2 separate regions of the Mus musculus genome follow, and region 1 is linked to region 2. A link is a contact called in public HiChIP or PLAC-seq data. All regions are on one chromosome and are shown on one strand. The core of a region is the stretch at or near the end of the contact, and the rest is flanking DNA. Distances in the headings are between cores, read along the strand shown.

Region 1 (2,700 bases), core at 149-2,648, 480 kb after region 2:
AATAGAACTTAAAAGTCTTAAGATGGGGTTCCCATAAAGTACTAAATAGATTACATTTCCCTGTGTAATATATGATGGAAGTGACATCATAGAGACTTTTTTATATATTCTTTGAAAGATACTCTTCTTCTTGATGAATATCTTATGAATGTCCCTGGGACCAGTTTGAGCTGTGGGGCATGCTCTTAAAAGTCTGCCAGACCCTGAGAGGAACCACACAACCATAGAGAGAAAGCAGACCCCGTGAGCAAAGCCCCAGTGATGGACAGAGGACTTGTTCTTGGTGGCTGTTTAGTTTTTCTTGTTTATGGGGTTTCTTCTTAGAAAGAAATAAAATAAGAATGAAAAAAAGAATTTTTTTTTCTCAATGCTTTTCAGTGTAGGAAGTATTTAAGGAATTCAGTGCCCAGAGGCAGTACAACAGTAAGAACAGGTGATGTTTTCTTTTCTTTTATTCCTTTCTTCTTTCACAAAGGAACTGAGGGCTTTACTCCATGTACCACGGCTAATAAGCGAAAGGGTAACAGCTTGGGTGCCCATCTACACAACCCCTAAGCTGTTTTCATGGCATCCTCTGTTGCTCCATCATTGTTAGCTCAGATTTCAAGGGTTCTATAGCTGATCAGAGTCTGGTTTGCTACAGGAAGGACTCCAGGTTACATGTCATTAGTTGTTTCCCTCTCTATGTTTTCCATTGAGCCGTAAGCCAGTGCAGCTCAGCTAATAGGCACATATCAGACCTGAGAAACTCCAGCCCCAACCATGAGGGCTGATTTAGTAAGGTCTTATGGAAAGCAGTAGATAAGTATCTCTCACTTCATTTTACTTTATTTCATTTATTTACTTATTAGTGCCAGGCTAATACCCAGGGCTTTGTGTATGGTAAGCATGTGCTCTGCTAGGGAGCCATGCCATGAGCCACAGGGTCTATAATTGTAGTGTCTACAAAGGCTGTAATGGGGGATTCAAAAATGCCTGCAACAAATGTCATAAGAGGACAACCGAATCTTTCCACAACTATTTTTCTCCGTCCCTAGCAAAGGATATTTTATATAAACGAGAGCCTAAATGTATGATAAATGGTTCTAAGAGTGAAGTAAATGAATAAATATTAATAAAATACGAATAGCATCAAGCTGAAGAGCCCGTCCCTGGTTGGTGTTGGGCACACTACAGGAATCTCTCAAATCACTATCCTTTCGAAGATGTCCTTTGGAAGGCTTAGGTCCAGCTGTTCTGAGGAGCCATGACAGAGGATCTGGTAAAATCTGCTAGCAATTAGAGACTGTGGAATTTTTATGTTCTCTTGAATAGTGAGAGAGACTGTTTGTATCGCTCTAAAGACAAACCCAGAAACCAAAGTGCAGATGCACCAGGGCACAACAGGAAACCACAAAAGCCTAAGATCTTTCCATGTAAATAAGAAGCTGGCCTTTACTTTTGAATCCACAGTGCAGAGTGGAGCACAGTTGTTAATCCAGCTTTTGCACAGCTCTGCTTTGAGCTTGAGCACAGTTAAACCATGCCACAGGATAAAAAGCACTTAAAAATGCTTGTTTTGATCAGCAAGCTTCATTTGTGTTAGTGAACAGTTTGGGGACACAGGTGCAGTGTGGACTCAGAACCATTAATTGGTCTCCCTTGTTCTTTTTGCAGTGATATTTGAAACCCTACTTCCCTCCACAAAGTTATATTAATCCATATAAATGCACGGGACATTTCCTGTTGACAAGCCTCTCTCACATGTCCCATCCTGGGGCCTCTGGTCCAGGTGCAAAGTGGAGAAACAGTGGTAACAATTCCCATACCTTCTTGTGTTGTTACCTCGATCTACATTTGATCAGTCCTATTACACTGGGAAGTAAGTAATACCGTACAACTGATCATAAAGTTTTTGTAGATAAGGAAAATGTGGTAGAACAAAAACCCATAGGTTTTGTTATTAGGTTGGCAGACCTATGTTCAATATAGAGTGCCTTAGCTCCAAAGTACCTTCCTTGTTCAACACCGACTGCAAGCCAGGCATGGGGCATAACGAAGAGTAGAAGTAGCCCTTGAGTCAGTTATAGTCCAGAGGAAGAGATGGGGAGGAAGCGTAAATTGCATAATCATGTCAAAGTACATTTAAGTATGCATATGCTCAACACTCTACCAATTTCATTCCTAGATAAAATCTTGGGGAAACTCCCGCACTGTGAAACAATATACACAGAGCCTTTTTAATACATCATATATCATACTATCCCCTGTTTGGATTTCCATTAGTAGAACATATTGCTAAACTATCATATTCATATGCTGACTTACATGTTTAATGAATAGACTGCATCTACATATAGTGGATAAGTGCAACAATTATAAAGTAACACAAAGAAGAAATGAGAGAAGTAGGCACAAAAATATTGCATCCATGGAAATTCTAAAAGAAGTAAAAACAAATGATGAAACTTAGGAATTTGGGCTGAACCTAGGAAGACAAAAGGATAATTGCCACAGATCTTAAAACCTTAGTGAATTCTATTTGTTGAAGGTTTTGGCTGTGTAGAACATAACTGCTTTCAGAAGTGGTCTAGAGGAACTGCCATTTGTTGATGAAGGACACATAAGCACTTAGTATTTTTTAAGATGTTCTGTAATTTTTAATCTCCTCTTCTAAGAGTGATATGTGTGCTGGAACCACCATGAAAGGACCCACCATAT
Region 2 (2,700 bases), core at 196-2,695:
CATCACACCACATTAATGGCTCCTGGGCTGTGATGGATGAAATGTACAGTCTCGTATCCTGGAGTCAGAAGTCCAGGTCAACACTTCATTGAGATTATTGAGCCTCTTTATGCCTTCGAAGAATGATGGAGGGAGTGATAATCAAAAGCTCCACAGTTGTTGCCATTCCTCTGTGGCACTATGCCTCCAGGACACAGCTATAGGTGTTTAATAGCTTTTGTCTGGACCTTTGCAGTGCCATTCTAAGGGATTTCTCTGCCCCCAGGGGACCTTTCCAAATCTCCCTGAGAGAACCGGTGTAAGGCAAGAGTCTGATCATGCCCTTCTCCTTTCCTCGTGGAAAACTGACTTTACACTCAAGGGAGCAAGGACTGCACCTGGCAGGGACAGACAGACAGACATTCCATGTGAGGGCATGGGCAAGCAGGTGTGGCAGGGACCTTGATGAACTGGAGTTTGGCTGACTTACAGCATTCAAATTTGGAATTCTGGAGAACAGGCTCTGTCTTGGGACAGAGTTTTTAGCCTTTACTGCCAATAGACTTGGCCACAATATGAAACCTGAAGTTTTTTACTTTGGTTGATGAGGTTCAGCCTCCTTCTTGGTGTGCCCTGGTGACTTAATCCTATGACTGTCAAACTGCAGTTTTCCCACATTCTCATACTGGTCCTTGGCTCATTCCCCTTGATGAAACCTGGCACGCCTGATTTTGCTCGTCCTTTGCTGAAATGCTCCTCATTCCAGACTCTTCCCCCAGCTCACCTTCTCTGATCTCAGATGCATTTCCCCAGATGGACTGTGTATGTGTGTGCTGCCCCAATACTACCTGTCGCTCTCCTCATCATGATCAGTATCTGGTTGTAATTGTGGTTTTGTTGGTTTGTGTTTTGTTTTATTTTTCTCCACTTCCCCTGCTAAGATATATGTGCCAGAGACTCCAGAGACTAAGCGTTAACCATCTTTGTGCCTAGAATAAATGGAGTTTTCTATCATTGTTAAATGAAGAAGTGAGAAGGCAGGTGACCCTGTAGTAATGGTCAGGAATTTAACCAGTGCATGGTATAAAAATTGCTCCAATTATTTATACTGAAAAGTAGGGAGGGACTGCATCTCTTTCTCTCCATAACAGGAAAGGTTAGACCCAGTGGAAAGAAAAATTAAAGAGTAGTAATGTTACTTAATTAATTACTAAATTCTACTTTCCTTTTTGATGATTCAAACTTCTGGGCTTGGCCTGGTATATTGGCACACATCTTTAATACCAGCATTTGGGAAGCAAAGGCAGGGAATCTCTGAGTTCTAGACCAGCCTGGTCTAAATAGTGAAATCTTGTCTCAAAAAAAAAAAAATTGCTTCTGTGCTGTACTTAAACACTATCCCTCACTGTTGATTTGAATTCTCGAGAGTCTGTTTACCCAGTGGGATAGTTACCCACAGTTACTGTCACTAGATGGCGGACTTCCCTTTGATTGCTTATAGACAGGGGTTCTTCTTTGTCCTATTTAAGGTATGACACCCCCCACCCCCCACCCCCCCCCCGTAGGAAATTCAGCACCTTTCATGGATGGAATATCTACCTGAACTTAGAACAAAGTGCCACAAACTTGGGGACTGATAAACCGTAGCAACTGTCTCTTAAAGTTTAGGAAAATGGGAAGCCTAAGGTCAAGGTGTTGAAGATTCAGTGCTTGTCAGTGGCCTAGTTCTTCAAATATGAAGGCTTCTGGCCTTTTCCCCACTCACGGGAGTGGTAAAGAAGTGGTCTGGCACTTGCTAAAAGAAGAGCACTTGCTGTGGTTCAACTCTTTGTGTTTCATGTTGGTATTTGGTTTCTGATACAGGAATATTACCAGGTATGGCCTTTGGGAAGTCACTCGGTCAGCAGTGCTCCTTCCTTATAAAGGGGATTCTGACCCTCTAGAATGAAGCTCCAGTGGGCACTTAGCCCACTTTCGTCCTTTCTGCCATGTGAAGACGTAGTATCCATCCTTTCAAGAGGATGGAGCAAGGGACCATCTTAAAAGTCAAGATCGGTTTTCACCATACTCCACATCAGCTTGATTGTGGACATTCTAGCTTCCAGAATTGGGAGAAATAAATTTCTATTACTTATAGATAGTCTGGTCTGTAATACATTTTACAGCATCATATATGGACACAGGCACTAATCCTGCTCACAAAGGCTCCATCCTAATTGGATCTCAATGCCCCATCACTTTCTAATATTATCACCTTGGGTTGTAAAATTTTGACATGTGATATTGCATGGGAAGCAGAGAATTTAGAATAGATCAATGTCTGTGGGCATTTGAGTGTAGTGAATTTCTTCAAGCTTAAGTGGTACAGTTTTCAAGACCAAGACTAGATGAACAAGATCTACAAAGCTAAACAAAGATCTGCAGGCATAAATCGAGAGAGGGATAACTTGCTGCATCATGAAAGTATTCTGTTAAGCCAGGCGTGGTGGTGCACGCCTTTAATCCCAGTACATGGGAGGCAGAGGCAGGTGGATTTCTGAGTTTGAGGTCAGCATGGTCTACAGAGTGAGTTCCAGGGTTCCAGAGTTCCAGCCGGGGTTATACAGAGAATCCCTGTCTCAAAAACAAACAAACAAACAAACAAACAAACAAACAAAGTACAAACAAAAAAGTACCCTGTTGACTATCCTCCATCCATCCCCAACAGGGATCTTGTCAGTG

Evidence for each region. HiChIP or PLAC-seq counts read pairs in DNA pulled down with a chosen protein or histone mark.
Region 1: a contact with region 2 is called in a RAD21 HiChIP or PLAC-seq map of pro-B cells, with 10 times the contacts expected there. The contact joins two enhancer-like sites. A contact is called at or near these places in 2 of 15 datasets of contacts at CTCF or cohesin (large pre-B cells and pro-B cells), 3 of 484 Hi-C or Micro-C datasets (the 63-12 cell line, CD8 T cells and bone marrow-derived macrophages), 3 of 115 datasets of contacts at active chromatin or transcription factors (the 230-238 cell line, T-cell acute lymphoblastic leukemia and large pre-B cells) and 1 of 9 other capture datasets (adipose tissue).

Annotation. Positions count from the first base shown.
Region 1 is chr4:95,776,648-95,779,347 of GRCm38.p6, forward strand. The region is part of intron 8 of Fggy (FGGY carbohydrate kinase domain containing); the gene reads left to right. Among named protein-coding and RNA genes, the nearest start is that of Hook1, 190 kb to the right of the region's middle. Within about 2 kb of position 1,399, at least 31 of the 459 cell types and tissues checked have an H3K27ac peak or open chromatin away from gene starts, as enhancers often do. A contact at or near this core is called in pro-B cells, where this site is marked.
Region 2 is chr4:95,292,871-95,295,570 of GRCm38.p6, forward strand. No RefSeq gene overlaps it. Among named protein-coding and RNA genes, the nearest start is that of Gm32240, 86 kb to the left of the region's middle. Within about 2 kb of position 1,446, at least 1 of the 459 cell types and tissues checked has an H3K27ac peak or open chromatin away from gene starts, as enhancers often do. A contact at or near this core is called in pro-B cells, where this site is marked.